Regions from separate parts of the Sus scrofa genome. Here region 1 is linked to region 2. Evidence: chromatin contacts called from public HiChIP or PLAC-seq data. All regions are on one chromosome and are shown on one strand. Each heading gives the region's core, a stretch centred on a gene start, on an enhancer-like site or on the middle of the called end of the contact. The rest is flanking DNA. Distances are from core to core; before and after follow the strand shown. Region 1 holds the start of RBSN (rabenosyn-5). Region 2 holds the start of NR2C2 (nuclear receptor subfamily 2 group C member 2).

Region 1 (6,864 bases), core at 1,062-3,561, 170 kb before region 2:
TACCACTACTGGAACATGAATTGAGGCTACCTTCTGACCCCAAAGCTCAGGATCTTCCCATTATTCTGTGTAGCTCTTCTTCTGGTGTCCCAGCCATTGCTGAAGGCCAGCGCTAGTGCAGGGCACAAAGCAAACAGCTCCCAAGGGCTGGGATGAGGTTTTTTCCCTAGATACTCCATGGTACCCAGCACAGTGCAGGGCATGGTGTAGGGGCTAACTGAGCATCCTTTTTTTTTCTTTTTTCTTTTTAGGGCCACACTCATAGCATATGGAAGTTCCCAGGCTAGGGGTTGAATCAGAGCTGCAGCTGCTGGCCTATACCACAGCCACAGCAGCAACAGATCCAAGCCACATCTGTGACCTATGCCATTGCTTGCAACGATGCTGGAAGCTTATCTCACTGAGCGAGGCCAGGGATGGAACCTGCATCTTCATGGATGTTAGTTGCATTTTTAATCTGCTGAGCCGCAATGGGAACTCCATTTTTTTTTTTTTTTTTTTTTTTTTTGTCTTCTGCCTTTTCTAGGGCTGCTCCCACAGCATATGGAGGATCCCAGGCTAGGGGTCGAATCGGAGCTGTAGCCGCCAGCTTACACCACAGTCACAGCAAGGCGGGATCCGAGTTGCGTCTTCGACGTGCACCACAGCTCACGGCAATGCCAGATCCTTAACCCACTTAGCGAGGCCAGGGATCGAACCCGCAACCTTATGGTTCCTAGTCAGATTTGCCAACCACTGAGCCACAATGGGAACTCCGGGAACTCCATTTTTGAGGTATACTGGACATAATGTTATATCAGTTACCATAATGATTCAATCTTTGTATATATTGCAAAATGATCACCACAATAAGTCTAACATCTGTCACCATACATAGTTACAAACTTTTTTTCTCATGTCATGAGAACTTTTAGGATCTACTCTCTCAGGAACTTTGAAATATGCGATATAGTATTATTAACTAGAGTCAACATGCTGTGTATTATATCCCAAGACTAATTTGTCTTATAACTGGAATTTCGTACCTCTTGTCCCCCTTTGCTCATTTCTACCCACCTCCCCAAGCTTCTGCAGTGACAATGTGGAATCCTTAACCCACTGCACCACAAGAGAACTTCAGTATTTGCTTTTTCTGTTTGATTTATTTCACTTAGCCTAATGCCCAAGTCCATCTATGTTGTTGCAAACGGTAGGATTTCATCCTTTTTATGGCTAAATTGTATATATAATTTTATCACATTTTCTTTATCCATTCATTATCTGTTAATGGACACTTTGGCTGTTTCCATATTCTTGGTTACTGTAAGGAATGCTGCAACAGGCAGATGCAGCTATCTTTTGAGTTAGTGTTTTCCTATTTTTCAGATAAACAACAAGAACTGGAATTGGTGGATCATATAGTAGCTTTATTTTTTAATTTTTTGAGGAACCGCCATCCTGTTTTTCATAGTGGCTGCACCAATATGCATTCCTACCAATAGTGCACAACTGTTCATCTCATATCCTCACCAATGCTTCTTTTTGATAATAGCTCCTCTAACAGGTGTGGGGTGTTCTCTCACAGAGGTTTTGACTTCCCTTTGAAAATGCCACAGATTTTCCCTGACCGCAACGTACACACCTGGGATCGATACTCCTTCTCATTCCAGGCCCCACTCTCATGCGGTTCTTTCTATTCCAGATGTTTTCACATCCTCCAGGCTTGAGCGTTCCTTTTCTCTCTAGTGCTTGGGAGCGTTAATTGACTTTAACTTAGAACTGCAGTTGCGGGTGCAAGAGGCATTAAAGACGCCTCACTACCTCATTCATTGTGCACCCCCGTCAAGCGCTAAAGAACTACAGGATTCAGTTTTCTTTTTTTGCTTTTTAGGGCCACACTTGTGGCATATGGAATTTCCCAGGCTAGGGGTCTAATCGGAGCTACAGCTGCAGGCCCACACCACAGCCGCAGCAATGCTGGATCCCAGCCGCCTCTGCGACCTACACCACAGCTCACTGGCAAACGCTGGCGAGCCCAGGGATGGAACCAACCAGCATCTTCATGAATACTAGTCGGATTCGTTTCCGTTGGGGCACAATGGGAACGCCTCAGTTTTCTCATCTGTACAGTGGTGTGCATAGTCAGGGACGGGGTCTAATGCTCGGCACCTAACAACCTGGGGCGTCAAAAACCTCGTAAAATGGCAGAGCCCCCGCCCCCTGCCACTTCTAAGAGCGCCTTCGCTGAAGCCGCAGCTGTCCGTGCCTGGGGAGTCTGCCCACCCCTCGAAGACTCGGCGCTCTTCCGGCGTCTGTCAGCCTGCCTTCCGGTTTGGGCGCCGTCGCAGGCGCGCCTGCCGAGCGCCGAGCAGTCGATGGAGATGGCGGTCGCTCCTGCGTGAGGGGCCGCGGAGGCCCAGAACTCGGGTCTCAGGACTGCGAGCCCGCGGGAACCGGTGGGGTACCGATGGCTGGGCGTGCGTGCGGGGTGGGATGGGGTGCGGCTCCCCTCAGGAGCCGGCCGGGGGGCGTGGGACCCGTGTGCAGTGGTGGGTGGGACGTGCGTGGTGGGCGCTGCAGCTCGCGGGCCGCGTTTCCCTCACGGGCCGACGATGATTGGACCCTGGTTGTGTGGTTGCGCTGGGCTGTGGGATCTGCGGTTGGGCGCCCAGGTGGTTGTGTTTGAGTCTCTGCTTGTGGGAGGTTAAGGTGTTTGAGTTCAGGGTTTGTATGGCGTCCGCGTGAAGGTGTCGTGTGTGCCCTGTGAGGACGAGTCTTTCCCGTCCTGTGTAGTGGTGCGGCGGGTGCGCTTCGTGTTGAGTTACGTAGTGGCTGGCGCGTGGCCCTGTAGGTTTTATTCGTGGTTTTGAGGTGATTTAAGTTGTTAGGGGCTCGCATATGTTGTGGATGTGGGAGCTGGCTCTGTGGTTTGTGGTCGATCCCTTTGGTTTGTGGTGGGTGTCTGGTTATGTGATTGCACGGGTCGTGGCCGTTCATTCATTCACTCACTCATGCGTGGAGCGTTGTTGCCTGCTCGGTGGTTTGTGCGGGGCACTGAGCCCCACCTTGGGGTGTGGTGGTGGGGGTGTGGTGGTGGGGAACGTGGCCCCCGCCCTCCAGACCTGTAGGCTGATAGACTTGTGTACCTGTGATTACAAATTGAGATAAGTGCTGTGAGGAGAGGTGCAGGGCCGCCCCACAGGAGACTGGAGGCAGGGTGGGTGCCTTGGCATGCGGGGGATGGTATGTGCTGGAATTGTGGTTGGTAGGGTCAGGCGTGGGAAGGAAGGGAGCTCAGGTCAACCGCTGTCTAGGGAGGGGCCAGGAGCTGCTGTTTCAGCGACCATCAGGGAAAGGGGCTGAGAGGTGCATGTAGGGCTTTTTAGTTAGAGGAAGAACACAGAGACCTCGTGTTTTGTTTGTTTATTTTCTGGGTCATTGCCAGAAATCAGTTTCTCCTGGGTGGCCCTCTAAGCAGGTCATCCACAGCTCAAAGCTGAGGGACATTCATTCTGCCTCACAATCTCTTGTAATTTGTGGCCTCAGGTTCTTGGGGGGAAGTTTCTTGTTTTTGTGGAATGGTTTTGTCTGGGTTCTCCTGGCTGGAAGTCTTTGTGAAGTGACATTGGAAGTGATAATACTCGAAAATGTAACTTATTAATCCCTGAATTCTTAAAGCATCAAATTCCTTTATTTTTGAAGTAGTGAGAGCATTAGGCTTGCTGGTTCATAAAATCTAGTAAATTTACTTGAGAAAAACTACTCTACAGATGTAAGACACAAAATAGATTTTTCTTTTTGATCACAAAGTTTCTAAGGCTCTTCTTTACGGTTGAGATTTTTCTTTGGTTTGGTTCGGTGTTTTTAGGGGAGATGCTATCTCTTTTTTGACATAGGTGCAAGAGCTCCATACATGTGGTTGAATAAATAGGGTAAAAGGAGTCAAATAAAATCTTCTGTTTGTTGATCACTACTTTTGACTTTTCCCCATTGGCCAAAGTGGCATACAAATGATGAAGTTGGACCATTGGAATGAGTGTTAGAGAATTGCCTTGGTATTATGATTACTGTTGAAGTCATATTTTCCTCTTATCTTCAAGAATCTGTGCTTGCCTCTTTATTGAGTTACCTGTTGTCTAGTGATGTTCTCATATCCAAGAAGCTTTTGTGTTTTGGTCTAAGAATTTGAGAAGGCAGTTTGTGTTTTCAGAAAGCGGCACTGAAAAACATCATGTACCCTTGCTGAACTGTGAAGAGAACAAGGAAAATTCTCAATTGCCGCTAATTTGCCTGAATTGTTTTTTTTTCTCCCTTCTTTCCTTTTTTAGGACTTCACCTACTCCAGAGAGGAAACCTCATCCAAGACCACGATTCCACGTCCCCATCATCTGTGTGCTGCTTGGTTGAGCTGATGCTGTGGGAGTCCTGGTCTCTTGTGGAGGAATCAAGCTGACTCTTGGCATGAGGCCCCTGCCTTGTGGGGGTTGAGAGGGACACTACCATGGCTTCTCTGGATGACCCAGGGGACGTGAGAGAGGGCTTCCTCTGCCCTTTGTGCCTGAAGGACCTGCAGTCTTTCTATCAGCTGCAGTCACATTATGAGGAAGAGCACTCTGGGGAAGACCGTGATGTCAAAGGGCAAATTAAAAGTAAGAGGAGAGAATTTTCTCCTTGTCCCATTCTGTCTTTGGGAGCTTGAACTCATGGGATGGTTTTCATTAGCTTCCATGTTGCCACCAGAACATAATACACAATAGTAAATTAATAATAATAGTAAAATATATCTAGTATATCTAGTGCTTTCTATGTGCCAGGCATTATTCAGAACCTTCCCTTGTATTAACTTCATTTAATTCTCACACTGTGTGACTATGAGCCCCTTCTTACTGATGAGGATACTAGACACAGAGAGATTAGACACAGAGATAACTTGCCTGAACTTAAACAGTGAGATAGAGCCTGGCTTTGAACTTAGTGTAATTACTGTGCTCTGCTGTCTCTTGCAAGACTGTTTGAATTCTCTAACTGCCAACCTAAAAGGCTTTGGGGGTTGGAATTCCTTTCCTTTGCTCTGTAAGTGGAGGCAGATTGTACACCCATTTACCTATCACAAATTCAGGGCTTCCTGCCATACTTACTTCCTCAGCTAGAACATGTCCTCTGCAGTGCAGGAAAAGGAAGGCGATAGTTGACATGTAAAGAGGAAAACCAAAAAAGTTAAAACTTGGTTTTTGAGTTTCAAGGACCCTCAGGTCCTGGAGGACTGCATAAACAATTTTTCAAAGTAATTTTTGCTATATAGAGTATTCATTTCTTGGACTTTAGATTCTAAGCCCTAAGTATGGTGCTGCTCCTCTGGAACTCACTTTCCTAGTACTTCAGCCAACAGCTGGCAGCATTTCTGAAGGCAGGTAGATTTAAAAGGTCTAATGTTGTATTCGTGATTCTTTGTTGGGTGGGAGAGAAAGGAATGATCGTGTATCCTAAGTGGGCTTTGACTTCTGCACATGTAGTCACATGCCCCCTGTAATCACATAGTCTCACTCCATGTCTCACTTTTCAGTTTAGAAGAAAAAGAGTTGTTAAAAGCAGTAACATTTATAGCTTCTGTCAATAATATGACAAAGTCAAATATTTTCAAAATATTGAGGCCATGATGAAATAGCTTCTGGCTGTAGATGCTGGAGCAGAGTCATAATTCTTAGAAGGCAAAAGAAAAAAGAAAAAGAAATGTATATTCTTTCACATACTTTGTTATTTTGTTAGACTTTCCCAGCAACCCTTCAGGAAAGTGGTTGGTCTTATTTTACAGAGAAAAAGTGAGGCTCAGAGATATGGAGTGACTTAGATAAGGTTACACAGGAAGTGACAGAGCTAGGCCTTGACCCCATAGCTCTGTCACCTCTAAGGTAAGTGCTGCTCTTTTCACACAGTGTCCTTAATGAGGTGAGGCCCTGCATTCCAATCATAGCATGAGAGCAGCTGAAAAACTAGCAAACAAATGAACTGAGTATCTAAAGTGTCCTTTGAACAACCAAAGGGCCTCCGTGATTTTCAGTGAGTGTCCAGCCTTACTGTCTGCTGAACTGAGTCATATAAGTGATCTCACTAACACTTTGATGCCAGTGGGTGGATATTGGAGAATGTCTTCCCATTCCTGGGATGACTGACACTTTTACATGGGGAAAAATGTGTAAGATTATTTAGGGAATAATAGATATGGGAATGTATTTAGAATATACTAGAATGGAAACTTTGTTCCTTGTGAGAATAACTTGAAAGAATTTTCACGTGTTTTCCCCTCCATTTCTCCCCCATCTCTGCCCCAGAACTAAAAGATTGAGTTAAGTATTTCTTCGGTACTACTAATGATCACTTCTTTAGTCAGGAAGAAATTCTTGCTTGTGTTGCAGTTCTCCATGTTTCAGAATAAGGAAGAAAAAATTTTGAAGATTGACATCAAAGGTTTTGGGAAAGTCCTTTAAAACGCAAATTAACCTCTCCATTTGGTGTTCTGATTCTTAGCGATCTTATGCCATTGCTAGTTTTAGGCAAGTGAAATGTTAAAGCCTAAAGAGTGAACCGTGTGGTATCAGGTTTGGGGACAGTTTAAAAAAGAAAATAGGGAGTTCCCATCCCAGCGCAGCAGAAATGAATGACTAGGAACCATGAGGTTGCAGGTTTGATCCCTGGCCTCGCTCAGTGGGTTAAGGATCTGGCATTGCCATGAGCTGTGGTGTAGGTCACAGACATAGCTCAGATCTGACGTTGCCTATGCTGTGGCATAGGCTGGCAGCTGTAGCTCCGATTAGACCCCTAGCGTGGGAACCTCCATATGTCTCTGGTGCGGCCCTAAAAAACAAGAAAGAAAGAAAAAAGAAAATA
Region 2 (7,088 bases), core at 1,946-4,445:
CACTATTTGGCTTCTGCCTCCAACTTTTTATGTATGTACAGGTATGTGCATTCGTGTATGTATATAAACTGGGGGGAGAAGGAGAAAACGGAACTCAGGCATATAGAACTATATTCACGGAGTTCCCGTAGTTGCGCAGTGGTTAACGAATCCGACTAGGAACCATGAGGTTGCGGGTTCGGTCCCTGCCCTTGCTCAGTGGGTTAATGATCCGGCGTTGCCGTGAGCTGTGGTGTAGGTTGCAGACGCGGCTCGGATCCCGCGTTGCTGTGGCTCTGGCGTAGGCCGGTGGCTACAGCTCTGATTCGACCCCTAGCCTGGGAACCTCCATATGCTGCAGGAGCGGCCCAAGAAATACCAAAAAAAGACAAAAAAAAAAAAGAACTATATTCACATGCTTGACACCAATCAATGTCCTTATCATCTAACACCTGGGCTCAGCAAATATTTGAGGAATTGAAGATAAACACAGGGGATGACAAAGGATTTGAACCTGGAAGTAACATTTTCTGAGGCTTTCTCAAGTCATGTCTACATCAGTTATGCATTTGATAGTTCTATTTTCCTTGACTCTATGATTATTAAATCTGAGATTTAGTCTCCATTATCTTTGTCTTATTTCTGAGATTTTAGCCTGTAGGTAGAGGGGATAATGAAAAGGACAGCTCTCCAGCCTCACTCACACCAAATGCCTTCCCTTCTGGGGTTTCACACTTGCTCTTCCTTCTCTCTCTCACGCTAGTTCTTCCTTGGGTAATCCATTCAGACTTGGCCTCCTCTTCCCTAACCAGCCAATAGCAGTTTCCTCAGGACTTCAACACATCAACCAGTTTCATTTCACCCCCTTCATGGGATTTACCACTTGCTAAAATCACTTGTCTATTTACTTCACCCCCAATTCTGGGAGGGCGGGGGCCTGGTCTAGCTGGTTCTTAGGCTGTATCCCCAGTGCCCTAAACTAAGCAAATATGTAGTTAACCAACGAATGAAAAGAAAAATACCCCAGATTCTTCTCCATTCTCTTAAGCCCTCTGTACCCTTAAGCTTTCCGCGCCAGGTGGCTCTTCACTCCATTTTCAGTAACACCATTTTTACATTACTTTGAGGTTCACAAAATAGCCTGGACTCCATTTTCTGAGTTGGGTCCCTCAAACGATCCTGGGAAGGGAGGTCCAGCCTGGCAAGAACGCCCATCCTCCCACTTGACAGCCGATGAAACAGCCTCACGAGAGGGATTCGCCCGCCGCCGCGCCGAAAGTATGGTCAGGAGCCCCAAGGTGTCCAGATTCCAAAAAGCCCTTCCCACGAGCGAGCGCCCTCGGTTCAGGATGCCTCATCACCTCTTTACCATCGTTCTACAGCACTCATTCTAGACGTGTCCCGGTCGAAGACGCTGCCCGACCCCTCACCGCACCCACGCGCGCCTCGCGCTCACCCAGGCCGCGTCTCTGAGCGCCCCGCCCCCGGCGCCCTGGCCCCACACCTCGCCCCGGCCCCTGCTCCAGCCCAGCCAGGGCTCCCGCGCCGCGCGGGGACCACCCCCTCCCAACAGAGCCAATCAGCAGAGCCTCAGGGGGCGGAGCCGCAAGCACCAGCCCGCCTGTCTTGGCGTCAGTTGGCCCACCCAGCCGTCGTTCAGAAGGTCGCGCCCCACTCCCGCCTTCCTCTCTTCCCTCCACCCTCCCCTTCAAGAACAAAACAAAACAAAACGGCGGTTGGGCCGCTGCGGCTGCCAACGACGGGCGGGAAGCGGAGGGGAGAGGAGCCGGGGAGCGAGGGAAGGAGGGACTGCAGGGAGGAGGAGGATGCGAAGGAGGAGGAGGGGAGCGGCCCAGCCGGAGCCATCTCCGCCAAGAACAAAATGGCGGCGCTGGCGGAGGGCCAACTGTGAGGCGGGGCCGCGGCCGGCCCCCTCCGCCCCCACCCTCGCGCCGGCCCGACCGGTCAGGGGGAGCCCGCTCGCTTCGCCCGGCCGCGGGCGGGGAGGGGAGGGGAGCGGCCCGGCCCACTATGCAAAGCGGCCGGCGCCACCGCCCCGTGGCAAAGGTAAAAGGGTCGGGTTCAGGCGCCGCCGCGGCGCCTCCATGTCCGCGCGCCAGGCCCGCCCCCTCCGCCGCCGGCCCGAGCCCGCCCCGGCCCTTTTTCAATTTTACCTCAGGATTTGGCGCCAAAGCGGCCTCGGAGCAGGTCCCGTGTCTGCGGCGGGCGGCCCCCGGCGCGGAGGGCAGGACGCGGGGAGGCCGGCTTCCCGGCGTCGGCGGATGGCGGGAGCCCGGGGCCGCGGGCTCGCGGGGCAGCGGGCGAGAGACGAGACGCCGAGGTGGGAGCGGGGCGGCGGGGGCGGGCCCGGGGGCGCCGCCGGGGTCGCGGGGAAGGGGGGGTTTGTTATTGTTTTTGTCAGCGAAAGGTCAGAGTTCGTGACCCCGGTGCCGCCGCCGCCGCCGCCCGCGCGCTGGTAGGAGGAGGGCGAATGTTCTTCTTCCTCTTCCCAGCGCCGGCCTCGCCGCGGCCGCGGGGGGCGGGCGAGCACGCGATTGGCTGAGGCGCGCGCGCGCACCGGAACGCGGCGGCCGCGCTGCTCCATCCGGCCCCACGGCTGTCCGGCCGGGCGGCGGTGGCGGAGGAAGACGCAGGCTCCGCGCTGTTCGCCGGAGCCTCGGCCCGTACCGCCGCCTGCACCGCCGCAGGGCCAGAATGGAGGGTGGAGGCCGCGGTCGTTGGGGTAAAGGGGTGGTTGGTCGTTTTAAAAAGCCGGGACCGCAGGGCTCCGTTATTCGGGGGCCAGTCCGCCCCTCCCGGGTTCCTCTGGCGGCTGGAGGCCAGGTGGGGGCTGTGTTCTCACCGTAAGGTCTTCCACCCGGCGTCCGCCCTGCCGAGGCCTCTGTTTGTGGACTGAGGAAGCGGTGACACAGCGGAGCGCCTGTAGATCGGAAGTGTATGGTTTCTTGGGTGGATATTGAATTCTTTGTGCCCTACTCGGTACAGAGAGTATTTAATTGGGGTTTGAAAGGTCCGAGGATACACCAGCTTCTGGGAGTATCAGATAGTGTTAAAAGCCTCCCAAATCTTGAACATATGATCCAAATCTTTCTTCCATGTGTCTCCTTTTGGAGATGTGAACTAGTAAACGATGATGCTTAAGTGTATCAAGAAACTCTGTGGAATTGCTTAAATATAAATATAATTGCTTCTCTTAATCCTATACATCTTGAGTTACTGGTTTTCATTAGATACTCAATACTGGATGTAAATCTGTGTGCATACTAAAGCCAAACAATACCAAAATGTCAGAGTTTGGAGCAGAGAAAGATTTATTGCAGGGCGTGCAAGGAGACAGGTTGGCTCAGGCCCAAGAAAAACCCCTGAACTCTGGGAGTTCCTGTTGTGGCCCACTGGGTTAAGAATCCAGCTAGTATCCATGAGGATGTGGGTTTCATCCCTGGCCTCGCTTAATGGGTTAAGGATTCAGCATTGCTGTGGCTGTGGTGTAGGCTGGCAGCTGCAACTCCGATTTGACCCCTAGCCTGGAACTTTCTTGTGCCTCAGGCCCTAATAAGAAAACAAAACACAACAAAAACCTGAACTTTTTTTTGGCAAAGCCTTTATAAAGGAAAGTTGAGGGAGGGGCATGGTTAGTCATTGGAAACTTCTTGGTGTCAGCTCCTTTGTGCTAACAGCTCTCCAAAAAGTGTCTTAGTTTGAAGCCACCTGAGCTCTGGGCAGCTCATTGTGGCAGGCTTTGTGGATCCCCACCCTCTTCTTTTGCCCATCCACTCCACCATCCTGAACCCTTCAAACCTATCCTTTCCCTTCTGTACTCTTCCAGTTGCAGGCCCAGACTGGGCCAAGCAGGGTAGCCCAGGCACCATCTCTGACCATGGCGTCCCTCTTCAAGAAGGAAACCATGGATGATGTAATAAAGGAACAGATCTAATATGGAGTCAGAATTTTGTTGTCTTACTATTACCCACTTTTCTTTGATACCCCTCAATCTTGGGGAGAGCATGTGTTGGGCAAGAAAGGGAATAAAAAGTTCCCCTTGTGGCTCATTGGGTTAAGAACCCAACACAGTGTCCCTGAGGATGCAAGTTCGATCCCTGGCCTCAGTGAATTAAGGATCCAGTGTTGCCACAAGCTTCAGCATAGGTCACAGACGCAGCTCAGATCTGGTGTTGCTATGGCTGTGGCATAGGCCTACAGCTGCAGCTCCAATTTGACCCTCTAGCTAGGAACTTGCATATTCCGCAGGTGAGGCCGTAAAAAGAAAAGAATAATATTTTCGATAGTTTAATCATAAACTCGACAAAGGAGCTTGGGTTTAGGGGGACTTGTTTGCAAACTCCAACCCCATTTTCATCCTTTCCTAAATCTTCAAGGTAATGAAGCAGTGACTGCTCTGGCTACTTCCTGCTGAAATGTGTGTAATCCTTCCTTGATTTGGGGAATTGACACCAAGTTGGAAATATTCCCAAGTTCCAAGTCCTGGATCAGAGTCTTGTATAATAAAGATCATTTCCTGAGGAATTGAGGAGAATAAGCCTGAAAACCAATCTGAAAGTGGCATTTTGGGGGAGACTTGTAGCAAGGTAGCCAGTTGTTTCTTTTTATCTAAGTAGGTTTTAACTTCTGATGTAGTAGGTAGAACAAGAGTATTAGCCACTACACTTGTCTCCTTTTTCTGCTAACATCTGGTCTAAAACAGCTTTATTTCCTAAAAATTTAATAGTTACAAGAGGAGACCTGGAGGTTATAAGATTGCAGCTGCCACCTGTCAGCATACAGTGCTTTGAGAGAGGCTGGTGACATCCTGAGTATGACACAGCTCAGAAAAGTCAAGTCCTTAGCAATACAGGAATATGTATGAAATCACATCCACAATGGCCACCTATTTTTACCTTAGATATCTCAACTATAGCTTTTGACTTTCAAATGTATTCCCCTCCTCAGTGGCCAAGGCATATGTACAGTGCACATCCAGAAGGCTATAAAACAGGCTGCTCTAGTCAGTAAAGTTCAAGTTAAGTCATATATAAGCCAGAATGACTTCCCCATACCTCCAAATATGTGCATATTTTTCCATCGTTCCTTTTTTTTTTTTTTTTTTTTTTGTCTTTTTGCCATTTCTTGGGCTGCTCCGGCCGCATATGGAGGTCCCCAGACCAGGGGTCAAATCGGAGCTGTAGCCACCGGACTACACTAGAACCACAGCAACGTGGGATCTGAGCCATGTCTGCAGCCTACACCACAGGTCATGGCAATGCCAGATCCTTAACCCACTGAGCAAGGCCAGGGATTGAACCCACAACCTCATGGTTCCTAGTCAGATTTGTTAACCACTGAGCCACGACGGGAACTCTCTTCATTCCCCTTTTGACTAAACCCTTCAACTAACCAAAACATGTCCCTTGATGGTGGGGTGACTTATGCTTGCCCCGGTCTAGACATGTCCCTCAGTGCTAGGCATCCTTTTTATTTGCCTAGTTAGTAGATAGTCACATTGGAGGAAAATTGATCAGATGTTGTGAACCAGCTCAGAGCTATGTTAATGCGAAACACTTTATAAGCCATCCTTTTTTTTTTTGGTCTTTTAAGACTGCACCCAAGGCACATGGAAGTTCCCAGACTAGGGGTCAAATCAGAGCTGTAGCTGCCAACCTATTCCACAGCCACAGCAACACGGGACCCAAGTTGCATCTGCAACCTACACCACAGCTTATGGCAATGCCAGATCCTTAACCCACTGAGTGAGGCCAGGGATTGAACCCTCATCTTCATGGATACTAGTCGGGTTCATCACTGCTGAGCCACAACAGGAACTCCTGCACCAGCCTACTTTTAATAACAAAATCTAGGAGTTCCAGATTTTGAATAATACATATATATAAACATATATATATTATTTGCTCACATTCACATGTCTCACTTTCAGCAAAACCAGGAAGAAAGAACAGGATTTGGACTTAGGTACCATGAACAGCCCCCAAAATAAAAACTAAAGCAAATGTGAAAGGCCCACTTTGATGTAATAACAGAAGCATTAGGGGCCATTGTTTTTTAGATTTTAGGAAGTACTGAGGTCACACAGTGTTACAATAAAAATGTGTTCTTTAATTTATGGATGCACTAGCTAAAAATCTAGTTTTGCTAAAAATACACCTTAGGGGAACTGTAAAATGAAACAGCTCTGATTATCCATACTTAATTAACTAAGGCCGGTGTTATCAAATATCAAGCAAATAAATGCAATGCAACACGGTCTCTCAGAGTCATAGTTCCCTAGCACCAAGAAGGGAGATTCCCAACCAATACCCTGTCAGTCCAAAAGGGGAGAACCCCACACAATGCCCCATTAGAGATGAAGCTGATTGAATGACCAAAGCTAGTTCAAAAGGGAAAATCACAACCAACACTTCCATAGGTGAAGCCCAAAGCAATAGTGAAGGATACCCTGGTGTCGTCACAACAAGCCCAGTTACTCACCAAAGATGTCTCTACTAGCCATTGTTAAGTACTGACACACACACAAACAACAAACATCCCACAAACAAAGTCACAAGCTGGCTTACCCCAAAACGATAAACACAAAAACACAAGCTACAATTGCACAGACAATCAGAAGAGATACAGTCTAAAATTCTACTTCTATTCCCAGAGGCCTCCAAAGAGACTGGCCCAGCTCTCAAAAGAGAACAGACCTGGAATGGCTCACTTCCCACAAGGGCAGCAGCCCAAATGAAGTGAAGAAAATTCCTAGCCTGTGCCAGTTAGAGCAACTTACCAAATGGGGACCTCAACTCAGGATGTTTCTTAGCTCCAAATAGCCTCATGCGTTGGGGCAGCTGGTGCCAGTCCGGGACAGTCCGTTTGAGATCCCTGGAGCGAAGTGAACTCTGGCAGCTCCTGGGACTCAGGGAAGGAGTTGCTTCTGGCTGAAGTCAACCTGATATAGCCACAGACTCCTGGCCGGCTCACCAGAATTGTTACCAGAAGCAAGTCCATGTATCTGACCCACAGTGAGACCAAATAAAACTGGAACATCAGAGTTTGGAGCAGAGAAAAGTTTATTGCAGTGCCATGCAAGGAGATGG

The links. HiChIP or PLAC-seq counts read pairs in DNA pulled down with a chosen protein or histone mark.
Region 1: a contact with region 2 is called in an H3K27ac HiChIP or PLAC-seq map of alveolar macrophages. The contact joins the promoter of RBSN here to the promoter of NR2C2 in region 2. A contact is called at or near these places in 1 of 47 Hi-C or Micro-C datasets (heart right ventricle) and 1 of 2 datasets of contacts at active chromatin or transcription factors (alveolar macrophages).

The regions. Positions count from the first base shown.
Region 1 is chr13:69,401,684-69,408,547 of Sscrofa11.1, forward strand. RBSN (rabenosyn-5) reads left to right here and starts at 2,312. Exons shown (of 12, transcript XM_021069366.1): 1 at 2,312-2,435; 2 at 4,308-4,628. The coding sequence starts at 4,481.
Region 2 is chr13:69,574,443-69,581,530 of Sscrofa11.1, forward strand. NR2C2 (nuclear receptor subfamily 2 group C member 2) reads right to left here and starts at 3,196. Exons shown (of 15, transcript XM_005669805.3): 1 at 2,154-3,196. It overlaps LOC106505680 (serine/arginine repetitive matrix protein 3-like), which reads left to right and starts at 1,213. Exons shown (of 4, transcript XM_021069810.1): 1 at 1,213-1,257; 2 at 1,374-2,046. The coding sequence starts at 1,213.